2 separate regions of the Mus musculus genome follow, and region 1 is linked to region 2. Evidence: chromatin contacts called from public HiChIP or PLAC-seq data. All regions are on one chromosome and are shown on one strand. The core of a region is the stretch at or near the end of the contact, and the rest is flanking DNA. Distances in the headings are between cores, read along the strand shown. Region 1 overlaps Pllp (plasma membrane proteolipid). Region 2 overlaps Cpne2 (copine II).

The links. HiChIP or PLAC-seq counts read pairs in DNA pulled down with a chosen protein or histone mark.
Region 1: a contact with region 2 is called in an HNF4G HiChIP or PLAC-seq map of pancreatic cancer cells. The contact joins two enhancer-like sites. A contact is called at or near these places in 3 of 39 promoter capture datasets (HPC-7-derived erythroid cells, hematopoietic stem and progenitor cells and pre-B cells), 8 of 115 datasets of contacts at active chromatin or transcription factors (embryonic stem cells, large pre-B cells, pancreatic cancer cells and 1 more) and 3 of 9 other capture datasets (adipose tissue, liver and pancreatic islet).

The regions. Positions count from the first base shown.
Region 1 is chr8:94,675,268-94,680,213 of GRCm38.p6, reverse strand. It overlaps Pllp (plasma membrane proteolipid), which reads left to right. Exons shown (of 4, transcript NM_026385.4): 2 at 696-869; 3 at 2,866-2,988; 4 at 3,935-4,946. The coding sequence ends at 4,051. Among named protein-coding and RNA genes, the nearest start is that of Arl2bp, 11 kb to the right of the region's middle. Within about 2 kb of position 1,428, at least 105 of the 459 cell types and tissues checked have an H3K27ac peak or open chromatin away from gene starts, as enhancers often do. A contact at or near this core is called in adipose tissue and pancreatic cancer cells, where this site is marked.
Region 2 is chr8:94,550,505-94,555,351 of GRCm38.p6, reverse strand. Cpne2 (copine II) reads right to left here. Exons shown (of 16, transcript NM_153507.2): 3 at 4,003-4,182; 4 at 3,538-3,612; 5 at 1,891-1,962; 6 at 594-677; 7 at 333-422. Gm38555 (a long non-coding RNA gene) reads left to right here. Exons shown (of 4, transcript XR_879111.3): 3 at 902-1,053; 4 at 4,640-4,750. Among named protein-coding and RNA genes, the nearest start is that of Gm38555, 14 kb to the left of the region's middle. Within about 2 kb of position 3,416, at least 125 of the 459 cell types and tissues checked have an H3K27ac peak or open chromatin away from gene starts, as enhancers often do. A contact at or near this core is called in adipose tissue and pancreatic cancer cells, where this site is marked.

The DNA.
Region 1 (4,946 bases), core at 179-2,678, 130 kb before region 2:
TCAGTTAGGGTTTTATTGCTGTGAACAGACACCATGACCAAGGCAAGTCTTATAAAGGACAACATTTAATTGGGGCTGACATACAGGTTCAAAGGTTCAGTCCAGTATCGTCAAGGCAAGAACGGAGGCGAATCCAGTCAGGCATGGTGCAGGAGGAGCGGAGAGTTCATCTTCATCTGAAGGCTGCTAGCAGATGACTGACTTCAAGGCAGCTAGAATGTGAGACTTATAACCTACACCCACAATGACACCCTACCCAGCAGGGCCATACCTTCTAATCCTGTCACTCCTTGGGCCCAGCATATACAAACCGTCACACCGGGGAAGAGCCTTTTGTCACACAGCATGATGGGAATTGAAAGGGGGAAGAGTGGCCAGACAAGATGCCCAGCACAGATGTAAACAACAGGAGTCAAGATTTCTTTGAAGAAGCTGTTTTTAATTGTACGTGCGTGTGACCATGTTCCATGCCACAGTGAACACAGAAAGGCTGGAGGACAACCGCTGGTCGTCACTTTTCTCCTTACACCTGAGTTCCAGAATTGAATTCCGGTTGTCAGGCTTGTGACAAACATTTTACCCTCTTAGCCATCTTGCCAGCCTAAACTTTTTGAGTTAACAAGAAAGGGGGCCAAGGCCCGAGCCTCCGGCTGGAGCTGTTCAGCTCTGAGAAACTCCCCCTTATTTTTCCACAGGCACTGGGGCTGCTGGTGTGGGCCCTGATTGCTGACACCCCATACCATCTGTATCCTGCCTATGGCTGGGTCATGTTTGTCGCTGTCTTCCTCTGGCTGGTGACAATCGTCTTCTTCATCATCTACCTGTTTCAACTGCACATGAAGTTGTACATGGTGCCCTGGCCGTTGGTGGTGAGTTTGGGGCAGGGACTGTGCGGCTCCAGGCTGAGTCCTCTCGTCTGTGAATGGCTAGGACGGGACCTCTTGACCTTCCATAAATGTGAAATGGAGGGCAGGTGGGTGGGTGTGATGCCATCCTCCTGCCTCTTAGCTACATGAGGAGCTGGGGTGGGAAGGTATGTTAATGACGGAAGTGGAGTGTTTGACTTGGTGCTTGGAAGAGACCAGCATCGAGAGGCTATTGACTGACTCTGCAGATATCCTTGGGAATCTTGGGATATTGTTCTTTCTTGAGGGGGATCAGAATTTTGAGCTCGGAGGTCTGGGTTTGTCAGTGCCAGCTGCCTCCATTCTCTCCAGGCCCTGGCTCTCTGGAGAGAATGGGTGCCCCAGGTTTGTCTCAGGCCAGGCTCCTCTGGCTGGGTTTTTTTTTTTTTTTTTCTGGAACCCAGAAAACCCATGCAGCTGGGTCTGAGCCTTTTAGTGAGCACAGAGGCGCATGATTGTAAGGCAGGCGAGGCTGGAACTAGGCAGCGATTGTTTACAATTCAATGCTTGTTTAGCGAGAGGAAACGTGAGTCATGCCGAGACAGAATGGGTTTGTTAGATCCTGGTCTCGCTAGCCAGAGCCGGGCAGGGTGTGCAGTGGTCACTGTACTTGGGGACAAGATTTGGGATTGAGGTGGCGGTGGCTGGACTCCTGGCTAAAGGTCTAGCCCCCTTCTGAATATCCCAAGCCCCTAAAGAAGAATTCCACAAGGCTGGAGACCTCTGTCTCTGAGGCAAGGCTGGCAGCACAGCACAGCGCCAGTGAAGGAGGTCAGCTGGGGGCTGTGTCTGGTGCTGCTGGGCTGAGCTGGGAGAGGAACTGGGTGATGACCCTTCTCAACTCTGGGGACATGTTTAATATAAAGGGTCAGGTAAGATGGACTAGTGAACTGGGCCAGGAAGGTTCTAGAAACCTAACAAGTACCTGGCCCTGAGAAGCTGCCTCTGCCCGGCTTCAACCTTGAGAGGATGTGGCCCACTGGTGCCAAGCCTTGAGGTATTTTGTTTGTTGTACTGATGGCGCTAGGGATCAAATCCAGGACCTCATGAATGCAGAGCTTTACACTGAGATACATGCCCAGCCCTGAGGTAGCTGTTTGCTTTGTTTTTTTGATACAGTTTTGATGTGTAGGCCCGACTGACCTGGAATCCATGGTCTTCCTGTCTTTGTGTCTGACATGCTGGCTCCTGTAAGCTACTCTGCCCAGCTTTGAGGGTGTTTTGTTTTGTTTTATTTTGAGCTAGGTTTTCTCAGTAGCCCTGGCTGACCTGGAACTCACTAGTCTAGGCTGGCCTTAAACTCAGAGATCGGCCTGCCTCTACCTCCTGTGTGCTGCGATCAAAGGTGTGAGCTACAACTACTTATCTTAATTGATATTTTGATATAGCATCTCACTATATGCACCAAGTTGGCCTCTGCCTCTTGAGATGCTGGGATTACAGGTGTGTACCACTATGTCCAGAAATCTTGAACATGTTTAATATGAAATTTTCAAGTTTTCACATGAAATCTAATTTTAAATGTTGGCAATTAAAAATGTATAGCACAATAAATGGCTGGAGACCGGTTTGAGGACAAGAGGCATCCACTGGGGGTATGGAACAGGCCCCGCTGCCAGCTGAAGGCTCACATCCAGTCTTCTTGGTGCTTTGTAGAGATTCCCTAGGACCCTGGCCCTGTTATTTGCCCTTGAGTTTAGGATAGTATAAGGGAGTCATAGATTTCTCCCACTGGTGGGCAGAGGGATGTGAGGGCCAGGCACATGGCCAAGTGCTGATGTGGTCATAGGAAGAACATGGGCATGGCGTGTGCCACACAAGAGATGGCATTTCTTTAGCTGGTTAGAGGCAAGTGGCTCGTTGTGGTGGCACCGTCCCAACACTTCAGGCCTTCCCGTCAGGGCTTCAAGGTGGTGATGTTCTTTGTGGATGCTTATGCCTCTCGCCCTTCCCCCTACAGTTACTGATCTTTTTTGTCGCTGCCACGGTTCTCTACATTACTGCCTTTATCGCCTGTGCAGCGGCGGTCGATCTGACATCCCTGAGGGGCTCCCGGCCATATAACCAGCGCTCAGCTGCCTCTGTAAGTATGTCCCAGGCTCCAGCCTTCTGCAGGGTATCCAGCCCAGGCCTTTGTGAACTCACAGGCTCCTGTCTGAGTTGTCACTGGCTGGATGCTCAGTGGGCCTCCTTCCTTAGTGAACAGCAGAACTCAAGGGGACCTGAATGCATGGGATCCACTGTGGACACTGTCACATTGTCACCTCAGGCTGGCTGTCATCACTAGACATTCCGTCTACATTTCTTTTTTTACTAGTATTCTCTTATAAAAATTCCAAACTTGGACTGTGTCAGACGGCCATTCACACTACCCAGTTCACGTCTAAAGGCAGAGACTATGGGTTCTTTTTTAGAGAAGGAAACTGGAGTTGTGGTCATGTCCAGGACAGGACAGCCAATGCGTGGTGTCTTCCATCTTCCTGGTGAGAGTGGTTTAAAATTAGTGAACTCCATCTTGGGAACGGAGACTCAAGCCTCTGAAAGCACACGCCACATACAGGGTACAAAACTGATTCAGAAAACTCCTGGGAGCCTGGAGTATTATTACTGGTTGTTTTTGTTTTCAGTTCTGGGCCTGGAACCACAGGTCCTTGGGAGGCTGGGCAACAGCTTTACCTGAGCCACATCCCTAGCCCTGAATGTTACTTGTGGACACTAGGTCCCTTATGTATATAAAGTTACCCCACTGTCACTCCAGAGTGCTGTGCCTGGCACCATCTGACATGTCTGGCCTGTGTAGTTCTTGCCCCTGACCCTTAGAACATAATGCCAGATGTGTGGTATGGGTGGGTGGGCATAAGGGGTGTGGCTGCCAGAACAAGTGGCTCTGATTAACCCAAGGGGCTGCTGCTCAAGCTTCCATCCCCAAGTCCCTCTGAGGAGACCCACTTGGTCTGGTGTCACTGTCCCCATGTGGTTTCCTGGCTCTCTCTGACTGACCCCCTTGGCCTCTTTTTCTCCCCTGCCAGTTCTTTGCTTGTCTGGTGATGATTGCCTACGGAGTGAGCGCTTTCTTCAGCTTCCAGGCCTGGCGAGGAGTGGGTAGCAACGCGGCCACGAGTCAGATGGCTGGGGGCTACTCCTAAGCCAGCTATGCTGTGGCCTGAGCCATGGCTGGGTCTTAGCACAGGGTCACCCCCTAAGCTTACTGGACTCAAACTCTCCAGCACTCCTGAGGAACTGGCCTACACTGGCACAGATGGAACTGGCCAAGAGCCAGGGGTGGGGACATCCTCCCCACCTCCCTTATTCAGCAGAAGGTGATGGGGTTTGGGGAGCTCTGCCTTGTCATCAGAGAACTTCAGTAGCCCAGGCTGGGCCACCCTGTTCACCAGCACTAAATGCACTAACAGACCCTCAGCCTCTGACCTGCCTCAGTATAACCCTAACAAAAGACAGATTATCTTTGTCCCCAAGCCAAGTAAGCCCCGGGCTCTTCTGGTCCCACCGTCCCCTCCCCTGCCCCATGCCAACCTGTCACCTGTAGAGAGACTTTTATAGGAAGAGTTGGGATTTCTGGGACTGGACGATTTCTGATAACTGTTGGTTACAACAGTTTCCGATGGCAGCAAGCTCGCTAGGTCCCCTCCCTCATGTGGAACTCTCCCCTTTGGGAGAGCTAGCACCCGTGCAAGGGTTCTCCCCGCCCCCCCCGCCCCAGGCTGCTGATTAGGCACAGGGGACTTCCAAGGAGGGACAGAAGGAAGCAGGGCCTTGCCTGGTGAGCTGTCATGGGGTTAATGGTGACTCTTGTTTGGAATTATTATTTTTTACAATTTAAATAAAAATGGAAGCATCTGTTTGGAAAGGGGTTATCATTCCTGGTCTTAGATGTTTGCTAAGGTTTTTACTTTTTGGTCCTTTTAGAAGATGGCAACAATTAAGATGAAATTAGAATCAGATACTTGTGTTTTGATACTGTTAGAGGGAGGAGATCAAGTTTTGGCTCTTGGTCCCCGCTCACACTTGTCTTGGTGATTG
Region 2 (4,847 bases), core at 2,167-4,666:
GCCTTCCATGACTGCTGGGAGAGCAGACTGAAGCTACCCAAGGATGAAAGCTGTGGTGGTTACCATCCACTGGCCCCACTGTAATCCTACCCAGCAATTCTGCAGTAGGGAGCAGGTAGTACTATGTATAGCAGGGCTCTTGGAGGTGGGGATCCTGTCTGAGTCCTGAGGGCCAGGCAGTTCTAGGCCTCGAATCTAAGGTGCCTGCCTTCCTCTCACAAGGCTCTTCTCATGAATAAGCAGAGTTTCAAACAGGCATATCAGGAGCCTCACTGGGGTGGACTAGGAGGTGAGGCTAGCAGGGTGGGGAACGGGGCTGCAGACTCACTAACCTGGATGGGCTTCTCCAGGTCGCCATCACACAAGGACACCAACGGGACAGTGAATGGTTTCCACACCGGGTCCAGGGTGTACTTAATCACCTGGGGGACAGGGAAGAGCAGTGTGCTCACAGATCCATTAGAGAAGCGTGTGAAGAGATGGGCAAACCCACAGCCGTGTTTCCAGCTGTGGGAGTGGCTCAGACATCACAGGCCACGCCCCACGGCCAGTTTGACCAGAGTCATGAGAACCCATGGCCCCCTTTTACCTACCTCGGTCCTATGGACCAGCATCCATTTGCCATCATCTCCTGGCTTGTAAAACTCAAGAAAAGGGTCTGACTTCCCAAAGAGGTCCTGGGGGAAGACAGGACATGTGTGAGAGGGCGTGGCCCAACCAGATTCAAGGGGACTTGAGTGTAACCCAGCCACGTCCCTGATTTACAGTTGGTGGGAGGTATGGTGCAACAGGTCTGTCCCTTCTCTTCCCCTAAGTCTCCTCGAGGTTCAGCCAGAGGCCTGGTGCATCCAACTGAGAAATATGAAACCCCCCATAATAAGACAAGGTTTCTGTGTTCTAGAGACCCTAAGCCTTGTATGCAGAAACAGCAGCAGCAGCAGCAGCAGGAGGAGGAGGCAACTCCAAGAACACCATGCCTTTAATAAGCCCAGGCCCAAGGACTTTTGAATGAAACCTAAAACTACAGTCCAGGGCAGTGTTATGGCTCAGCAGGTAAGGGTCTTTGCCATCAAGCCCGAGGGCTTGAATTTGCTCCCCCAGAACCCACATGGTGGAAGGAAGAGAGCGGACTACATAAGCTGTTCTCTGACCATATGTCCCATAGTGTCTCGGACCCCTCCAAAGGTAATGAATAAATAAATCTATGGTGCCAGTCACCAAAGGGCATGGTGGCCTCTAGAAATTCATTAATGTACATTAAAAAAAAAAAAAGACATCTAAAGATGTTACACAGAAGTGAAGGGGACAGAGCGGGTCAAGGAAGAATGTACGGGACAGCAGCATGAGTGACCACAGGCAACCGAGGGGCACTGCCACTGTGTCTCCAGGGAAGGGTTGTAGAAGGACAGAATGTGGGAAGGACACAGTGACAATGTTCACTGTAGGGGTCCCAGGTGGTGAGAAGAGAGGGCAGTGGGTCTGAGACTGGAAGATGCCTGGTTTATCCCCGGCACCCGGTATTGTGACTCCACAGCAGAGTCCTGGGTCCCGTCCTCAGCACTTGAAAATGAGAACATTAATACAGCTGAGGAGAGCAAGAGGGTCTGGTCTAACCTGGTGGCCAAAGGGGATGAGGGGGAAGGACTCTGGAGGGTCACAGTGGAGCCCTGTGGGGAGAAGGGGGCCACAAGAAAGTTTCCGGTCTCAAGCTGCCTCCCTCTAAGTGGCAGGACACTTCCCCCCGAGAGTTGGCGAAAGTCTGACTTGAGTGGTTCAGTGCTTGGCCCGACCCGTGTCAGGAAATGAAAATGATGGAGCCAGAGACCGAGCCCCAGGGCTCTGTGGTGGGAAACCCTGTTGTTCATGGAAGCCCCTCTCTGCCTGGCTTACCTTCTTATCCAGTTTCCTGCCAGCCAGGCTCAGTGTGATGACTCGGTTGTCTGACAGCTCTTGGGCTGCAATCTGAAAGGTCGTGGCTGTGAGAAGGGGTGGGGGTGGGAGTGGGGTGACGGGGCGTGGGGGTGGGGGTGTCTGCTCCTTCCCTTCCCCACCATTCCAGGATGGAATTCTCCAGGGCTAGGTGCAGGGTAAAAGGGAGAGTGAGTGCCATGTGACCCAGGACCAGCCTCTTGACTTCTAAACCTTGGTTTCCATTTTCTGAGAAATGGGATAATGATCCAACGGTCACAAGGAATCAGAAAGTGAGATACTGTGGGGGTTAGGCAGGAGTGGCCGGCGTGAGCTATGGGCTGTACCAGAGAGTATAGACTTTCCTAAGCTCTTTCTCTCCAACCTGAGTTCTAAGAAGCCAGGTGCACACAGCTCAGTGAACTGAGGTTCAGGGAAGGACGAGGAGCACACACATGTCTTCCCCATAGCCAACGCCCTCAGACCTCAGCACAACTGCCAAAAGCCTGCTGTGGCCTCTCCCCACAGATGCACTCTAAGATGGGCTTAACCTTAAGACTGGCCAACCTTCTGTCCCCTGTACAACAGGCCAAGGCCCTGGGGCCATTTCTCTCTCCTTGTTCTTCACTCAGACCATAGGATGGTGCCAAGTCCCATCTTCCAGAGGAAGGAATATGGGCTTGGAGTAGAATAACTGGCATTCCTAAACAAGAGTGGGGTTGCTGTGCTGGCATATGAGGAATATAAGGAGGCTGCCCTGAGAGCTGGCTGTGAACTCTGAGTGTGTGTGTGTGTGTGTGTGTGTGTGTGTGTGTGTGTGTGTGCACTAGGAGGCACCTTTAGGCTGCATCAACAGCCCGGGAATCCGGGAATCATCTTGGGCTATTTGAGGCATGTTATAGATTTTAGCTTGCCCTGAACTTGGGGCATGAGGAGAAAGGGTGGAATTTGGAGGCAGGGAAGCAAAGCAGGTCCTCATAGCTGAAGGAAAGACTACAAGGTCGTGGGGAGCCATGGGAGGGCCCCCGAGAATACACAGGAGTATGGGGTGCCTACAGCAGCGCGTTACAGGCTGTATGGACAATCTTGTCAGAGGAACACACTCTTGCTCATCATGTCTCTCCTCCATGAGATGGGGTTTGCCCTGCCTCCTAGGCCTCCGAGGACCAAGCAACCCATCTACAGGAAGAGCCTGCACTTTGCTGGATTCACTTCACTGCAAGGTGCAGGGGGGAACCATTACAGTTGTTGGAATCACTGTGCTGAGACAACCGGTTGTATGCATCCGGTGCTCGTGAAATGCTCTCCAGGGGAGAAGCAGCAGGGGTTAGTATTGGTGGGGGAGGATGTTGTGGGGGCTATGGACACCCCTCCCCACATGATAAGAAGACCCCTGATCCTGAGCCGCATCATGCAGGGCCTTCTGACAGTCCCCCAGCCAGGCAGCCCCCAGTACTTCATCTGTAGAGCCAGGAGCCCGTTGCTAAGAGACCTGTTGCTAAGTTGTAAGTTGGGCCTTTTTACTCCCAACAAAGCTGGTGATTATCTGCTGGAGAAGCAGTCCATTGATGGGGGAGGGTGGCGGAGACAGAAAAGGGATGTGAAAGGCTGGTGGGGGAGGTCTGGTACCGTGATTACGCCCTTCCCCGCTGGCTTGTCATTCATCAGCAGCAGAGGCCTAGTGATCTTCTTGCTGGAGACAATCTGGGGTGGGAGAGGCAGAGAGGAGCACTCAGGGAGGCATCAGGGGCTCTTGGGAATAGGTCAACCACAGGACGGTGGTGACAGCACCATGAATCACACTGTCCCCACTTCTCTGTGGTAGCAGGAAGCTGGCACTGGGTTTGGTTGCCCCTTCAGTGGGAGCGGTCTGTCTGGTGCCAGACTCTCTGGGCTACAACACCCCTGGGACCTGTTGGCTCCTGGGAGGTGGGCGTAGGGGGGGTTGTCTGTGTAGCAGATGGGGAGCCCGGGAGGATTGGCTAGGGAAAGTAGGGGACAGAAAATCCTGACTGAGACCCGCCTGACCCCAAGAGCAGAGGTTGATGGTGAGGCCCTTGGGTACCCCACTCTACTCGGGAGCCCCAGGCTCACCGTGCCCAGGCTGCAGGAGAACTGGCCCAGGAAATCATGCTCATCCAACTGGGCACTGGACTTGTCCTGGTCAAACAGGGCGAACTTGAGCTTCTGCACCTCCTCGAAGTGGTAGTCCAGCACGAACTTCTTGGAGAAGGCTGGGTTGAGGTTGTTGACGGCTGTTTCTGTTCTGTCGAACTGGTGGAGGGATGGGGGGGGGGGCAGGAAGTGGGGGGAATGGGAGGCAGAGTCGTGGTGGCCAGGTTCCCTTGATGGCTAGCTGCCTCAGTGCACTCACTGAGGTACCTCACTGCCTCCCGCCAGCACTCACATCTCATGAGCCTCAGCTCATCGGTAAGAACACCAAAGATCAGAGATGTTAAGTCAGAGGGAGGCAGGTGCAAGATTCAAGCCCAGTTCGGACTCTATGAACCCTCCCCATTCCCAGGGACCGGGGTAGGAGCTCAGGCCACATCCCAGACTGGTATGTGACAGAGGACAAATCCTCTCTCTATCTGGGCCTGCTTTTTCCTCTGTAAAATGAAAGCCTGTGACTGTGTGGATTTTCTATGTTTTACTTAAGAAAACCCTTTTCTCTCCCTCTCGCTCTCTTTTAAGATTTATTTGTTTATTTTATGTATGTGTTTATTCTTAGGACCTCTGCTCGCTCTGGGTCAACTCTGTTCGCTCAGTCCCTGTTTGCTCCAGCCCAGAAATTTATTTATTATTATACGTAAGTATAATAGTTGACTTCAGACGCACCAGAAGAGGGTGTCAGATCTCATTACGGGTGGTTGTGAGCCACCATGTAGTTGCTGGGATTTGAACTCAGGACCTTCAGAAAAGCAGTCGGTGCTCTTGCC